Regions from separate parts of the Mus musculus genome. Here region 1 is linked to region 2. Evidence: chromatin contacts called from public HiChIP or PLAC-seq data. All regions are on one chromosome and are shown on one strand. Each heading gives the region's core, a stretch centred on a gene start, on an enhancer-like site or on the middle of the called end of the contact. The rest is flanking DNA. Distances are from core to core; before and after follow the strand shown. Region 1 overlaps Tnr (tenascin R). Region 2 holds the start of Tnr (tenascin R).

The links. HiChIP or PLAC-seq counts read pairs in DNA pulled down with a chosen protein or histone mark.
Region 1: an H3K27ac HiChIP or PLAC-seq map of oligodendrocyte precursor cells shows a contact between it and region 2, with 4 times the contacts expected there. The contact joins the enhancer-like site here to the promoter of Tnr in region 2. A contact is called at or near these places in 3 of 39 promoter capture datasets (the 3T3-L1 cell line, hippocampal neurons and liver), 2 of 115 datasets of contacts at active chromatin or transcription factors (embryonic stem cells and oligodendrocyte precursor cells) and 1 of 9 other capture datasets (pancreatic islet).

What each region holds. Positions count from the first base shown.
Region 1 is chr1:159,739,907-159,743,209 of GRCm38.p6, reverse strand. The region is part of intron 2 of Tnr (tenascin R); the gene reads right to left. Among named protein-coding and RNA genes, the nearest start is that of Gm31348, 43 kb to the left of the region's middle. Within about 2 kb of position 1,784, at least 18 of the 459 cell types and tissues checked have an H3K27ac peak or open chromatin away from gene starts, as enhancers often do. A contact at or near this core is called in oligodendrocyte precursor cells, where this site is marked.
Region 2 is chr1:159,522,174-159,525,190 of GRCm38.p6, reverse strand. Tnr (tenascin R) reads right to left here and starts at 1,422. Exons shown (of 23, transcript NM_022312.3): 1 at 976-1,422.

The sequences.
Region 1 (3,303 bases), core at 535-3,034, 220 kb before region 2:
TACACATCAAGGAACTCAATCATAAACCTGTGTAAGTACCAGTTAACTCCTTGCAACCTATTTTTGAAACTACAGCACAGATATTTTCATCTGGGGCCAAGCATGGACAATTTAAACTTGCTTTGATGACATACATGCCAACGGATAAGTCTACATGAGCTTTTCCAACATAGACATCACTCCTGCTTTTGATCAATTCTCATCTGTATGTTGCAAGGCAATTTCAGTAAGCACTTAGCTTAATCAATTTGTATCTGCACATTGACCTTCGGGACTGTGTTCGTGGCTCCTGGCACTCAGTGCGCATTGTGATTCTGTCTGTTCGGGCGATGTTGTTCTCAATGTTTGTACATGGCTCTATGTTTAGCCAATGTGATCATGTGTTCCCTCCCTTCAGCCGCTTCCCTTTCCCAGAGAGATGCAAACTGTGTGGCTTACAGAACATATTTTTAAAAATTATTTCCCTGAAACCTGGAGAGCTGTGAAGTTAGGCATTCCGGGATAATAAAAGTAGTGGGGAAAATAAAAATTTTTTATCAGCTTGTTTACACAATTATGTAAATGATGAGCACTTATACATGGCTGATTCCTCAATTATTCATGGTTTGAAGCTCTTGAAAATTCAATTCAACTAAATAACCTTTCTCTCAGTGCTCACGGTGAGCAAGGTACTGTAATTTGCAAAGGGGGAGAGAGCGATACAATTTGATCAGAAACATTACAGAAATGAACAATAAGTGCAGTACACATCGAGTAAGCTCGATAAGAATAGCACAACACATGCTCTGGGGTTTTAGGGCAGAAGAGACATCATCTATCCCAGTGTAGTTGTGGAGGATGGAGAAGGCGAGTCTGGAGCTCTCATCCATGTACAAAGCTGTGTTGGGTTCAGGTCCCAACCATCCTGTCTGAACTGTTAGATCAGCTTCCTTTTTCATGTCCTCTCACATTGCTGCTCCACAGTGATCTTTCTAAAAAGGCAATTTGATTGTGCTATGCCTTAGCTCTAAATTCTCTCTTTCCCCTACTCTCGACAAGGAGTTAAAGTTTCTAATGTGTCACATAGAATGTGCACCCTCAGTATGCCTTGCTTCCCTGGTGGGCACAGTGCCCACTAAACTTCACATTACCTGGGCCCCAGTGACCTCATTTCCTTTTCCCATGCCGTTCATTCCACGCAGACAGATCCACTCTTTTGTTCTTTTCCCCTCATGTGTCCCCTCCTGTCCAACTTGCTTGGCTCCTATCCAGAAGGCACAGCTGTTGATTCTCAGTGCACCTCTCCATTGTATTCAGCACCACCTCTCCATTTATCCCAGTACTGGGTCATTTGGGGCAGAGACTAGGCATCCTTGATATCCTGATAAATCTACCCTGCATGGGATCCAAATGCACAGTGGTCATGGCACATGCTACTTACTAAATGTATTTCTGCCAAGTCACAATGCTTTCACTGTGTGGGTGAGTAGGCCACCTCTTTTTGTCCACACGGTTAAAGACCGAGTAATGTGCTATGTAAATGTAGAACCTTCTTCCACAGAGCTTAGATTAAGAGAAGGCAACAGAGGTTCAGTGGAGCAAGAGAAAGCTGCTTCTATTTGTTTAAATGGAAACAAGTCTTCTCTAAACAGAGAGAGAAAGGCTTACAGAGAATAAAATATAAATAAGAAAAGAGACATTGGATCAGACTTTGGGGGAGAAGAATAAAGCAGGAACTGGGGGGGGGGAGTGAACCTTGGCAAGGGTTGGAGTAGAGGATGGAGTGAAACAAGTCTTTGTATACAGCCCAAGGTTTGGCAGGGGAAGAGGGCTGGCCAGCAAACTCATGTACCTAACAGCACTGAGTTTTCACAGCCATAGACGTTGAAAGAAAACCACAAATACAACACTAGCAACACACTGTAATGAGAAGTGACCTTCCAGGCAATGTGCTTGCCATGAAAGTGCATCACAATTGGATGGGTGATTAACTTCTCAGGGGTGCAGGGCTGAACTCAGGGGCTGAGGCCCCTGACATTTCTTTTGTAGTCCTCCACATCAAACAGTCTTTGAGCCCATACTGACTGGAGTTTGAGATAGAATCAAACATGATCCTGGGGGCTGACCTCTACTGAGCTGCTGCAATCCCCACAGCTAAAGCAAGCTATGCCTACTCAGCTGAGATATTTGGTTCTGGCCATGGTTTAAAGCACTAGAAACCACCCAATAATCTGGGAGTGAAGGCTGGGCTAAACTGGGAACTTGTGGGGCCACAGTGGAAGGACAGGTTTGTCCACCCTACTACCCAGGCCTCAGCGTCCTCCTCTTTGCTGTCTCCTGAGGCTCCTTGGTTCTGCTCAGGGAAACACCTCAGCAGGAGACTCCTGACCCCAGTGCAAGGGTGAACTCAGTTTACTTTCCTTTGAAAAGATGAAAGCTGTGCTGTAGACTGCACTTGTGCATTTCCAAGGAAGCTTAGACCATCCATATCCAAAGGAGAAAGCTTGAGTTAGGAGTTTCACTATGTTCTGGGGATGCAAAATCTGGTGTGAGAAGAGACAAAAGGGAAGATATGCCCACCTGTTTGGTTTGTTTGCAATATGTTTACCTCAATTTCCGGGGGGGGGTTCCTTTTATGTTCACTTTCAACTTTCTTTGCTTTTCCCATTCTGTTTTTACCTCTCCCACCCCCCCAAAAATTACAGAAGAGTATTAAATTAAATTGGAATGTTCTATCTATTTATTTGATCAACACATCTGTTTTTCCTAAAAATGAATCAACCTATGATTTACATATTCAGGCAACAGAAATGCATTATCTTATCATTTTCTGTTGTATCCACCCAAACTCTGCTATTACTGACGTTAATGTTGAACTAAATGACTTAAAGTAGTAGTTGCTCAACAAAGGTTGTTTCCTGAACTTAAAGTTCCCAGAAAGTATGGGGAGGACACTGAGAGGATTTCCTGTAGGCTCTTGAAATGAAAATATACAACTCTTTGGGCTCCTCATCACCAACCTAACTTTCCTTGAAAATATAGGATCAACAAGACCATTGACATAGAATACTAGCCTTTTAGAGATGAAAGGGCCCCAAAAGATACAAACGAACCCACTTGTAGGCTTCAGGGCATCAGGGGAGAAGGCAAAATGCTTCAGAACCTGCCTGTAGTCCAGAGCAGCCACGAAGCTGGGAGCTCAGTGCCCCAAATATCACATTTGTCTCAATTTGGCAAGAAGCTGAAAGCCTATCTGGGGCCATTTAAGTTCTAATGTTATTAAGGGCTCATCTAATCAGCTCTTAAAATAAGCTGCTCACAAAT
Region 2 (3,017 bases), core at 173-2,672:
AGAATGTAGTAATGCCAGTCTACCATCTGTGAGGCCCTGGAGGCCCTGGGTGGGAGCTGGAGAAGACACTTTCAGGCTTGGGCCAGTCTAGGTTTTCCCCTGACTCCATAGACAAGTGAAGACAAACCCTTTCCTCTGGGCTGCTTGTCACTGACAAATGCCCCCAGGAAACAGGGGAGAGTGGACTTTTTTCCTCTCTCCAACCAAGGGTAAGAGAGAAGTGGATGGTCTTCCCTGCCTGCTTACAAATATAGTATAATTCGAGTCAGTCAGCCCCTGCCAGGCTGAGTATTTTCCTTGAAGTGTGAAATTAGAGACCTCAGCCCCAAATTTACCCCCAGCCTGGGGCTAACCTGTTGCATCTGCCCACCAGGAACTGACACCAGGAAAGGAAGCAAAAGGTCAGGTTAGGCTGTCACTACATCAAGAATCCAGGTAATCCTGGGGGGTGGGGGTGGGGGGAATGACATTTTAAAATATTGCTTCTCCAAGCTCCCTCCTGGAAGCACAACTTTTAACTCTACCTCCACTCCTGTCCCCCAGGCTTTTCCTGTAACACTTTCCCACCACCTATGGCTGGGTATGAAAGAGTTAATTTAGGAAAACCCAGGACTCTTTTCCCCAAACCCTCCCTCCCAGCTACATATAAAAAGGACAGCCTCACACGGGAGACTAGCACAATTACAAGCCTGCTAGCTCCGACCTCACCTGTCTTATGCAACAGTGCACACACATACATTTGCTCAGGCTCACTCCCAAGGCCAAGGTCCATATCCCCCTCTAATTCGGTAGACACACAGTTTTGCGCCTTTCTCCTTTCTTTTCTCCCTACGCAGAACCCCGCTTTATCGGCAGCCGAAAGAGATGTAACCTTACAGCCAAATGGCTTGAAGAACAAACATGCATCTAATCGCTCTCCGTGGTGCTGAAATCTCGCTAGCAAGGAAACAGAGGAGCGCAGTACTCCGGACTTACCCAGGTTGGGGGGTGGGTAGCCGGAGAGCAGAGAGCTAGAGCAGCTTCCAAAGCAGAGAATTCTTGTACGTTCGGGCTGGAGCCAGCTGATGCGCTCACCTAGAGCGCCCACCTCTCTCCCTCTCTTGCCTTCCTCTTTTTTTCTGAGAGGCAGAGAGAAGGCTTCACGAAAGAAACGAAACAGCAGCTGGTAGGTCTACCAGTAGAAGGAGAGAAGAAGCAACCAAAATAAGACCAAAAAGTCAGATGGCTTTACTCCACTCGTGGTAATTTCTTGGGTCAGGGAGGACCTCTTCTTTCCCTGTCTCTGAGGCTGCCCCAGCTCTGTCTCTGCGTGTTGAGCCAACAGCCTTAGCACAGTCGGTTCCTGCCTCTGACGTGAACGAGATGAGGAAGCCTGGGACCGCTCTGCTGTCTCTCACAAGCTCTCTCTTTTCCCCTCTTACTGAAATTTCAGCAGCATATTTTTAAGCTGTTTTTTTCCCAGCCTTCTACAAGTAGCCCCCTAGTGGACAGAAAAGCAACGCGTCTTTGGTCCTCTTGAACAGTCTGAGTTCAGGCTCCCTGCACCCACAAACTCTTGGAGACTGCTTTTCTAAAGAGTCAAACAGTCCCAGTCCTGATGGAGTCAAAGACTTCCCTCTGGTGAGCCTGTAGGAAGACAAAGGGCCTTTTGCTGATCCTTTTCCTGTAGTTGCAGTAGGAAAACCTGATATGGTATTGGGGAGGGGTATGCCTTTAGGATAAATGTTTGGCAGAAAAGGGGCAAAGGAGGTCTCTGCTCAGACTTGGAAAGGCAAGCTTACACTCATTAACTGCCCAGTAACTCAGCCACCTGGAAAGTGCTTTGGAACTTATGTCTACAAAGTCAGTCTTAGTTTTCGGCTGCCACTCGTGCACTATACATTTTGCTTCTCTGTGGCTCAATTCCACTGTTTGTAAAATGTGGATAGTGCTGCCCCCTCCCTACTGAATAGGAATGCTGAAGGAACAGAGTAACATACAGCTGACAGGAAATTTAACTCCAGTCTCATCCAAAAGCTTTGCTTACATCTGATTCACCCTTGACATATAATAATAGCTAACTTTATACAGCATTTGTACCAAGTGCTAAGCATTGCTACTAATCCTTACAGGTAACATCTCATTTAACGCATACATTAATCCTACAGTGCAAATGCTCCAATTGCATCTTTTAGACTGAAGGACTGAGGCAGAAAGGGATAAAATTTCTTGTCCAAGATAACAAAGCTAGTGCTATGTCACTTTAGAAGTCACAACATTTAAAGTAAACATGAGATAATACCTACAAGTGATCATTGTTGGTATTCTAAATAAAGTGCCTAGGTTGTTCCAATGAATTTGCATGTGGCTGAGTTTTTAATAAAATATTTAGAACTATATGTGCCAAATGAACTGTGGGGATTGCTATTACTTTTGAAAATCTGCTAAGAAAATACATTCTCTTAGTGATTTGGGCAGTTTCACAGATACAAAAACCAGTTGTGAATCTCATGAAATTGGAAAGTACTGGGTATTAGTAACAATTCACAGGACACATTATTTAATTTCTACACCTAAAGCAGATCACTGCCTGGAGCCTAATACAGTACTAGGATGGAGCCAGCAATTTGGTGAGCTGAACTCCTGCAATGCCAGCTAATGAGAATCAAGTAAGATGTGGGCATTTTCTTCAGAACTTCAGTCATGAATTCCTTACCTAATATAACTTGCTTTAAGAAATCTTTGGATTAAAAGGAATGAGGAAGAGCAAAGATGGGATTTGATGTTTTGCAAATCACAGTTCCCATTTTTATGGAATTTGCAGTTTCTCAAAGTGGAAAGAAAGGGCAGAGACCAGACAGTTCAGAGGCTGATGCCAAGACACGGGCAGAGGCAATGTAATAAATGAGAACACGGGCAAGAAAACTAACTTGACCAGAGGGCTGCAGGCTTCCACAGAGCACAGTATCTAGGATGAGACTGGAAGCATGAGGGTTATTTTAGCAAAGGGCCAATGAGAAACTGAAGCTGAAGGCATG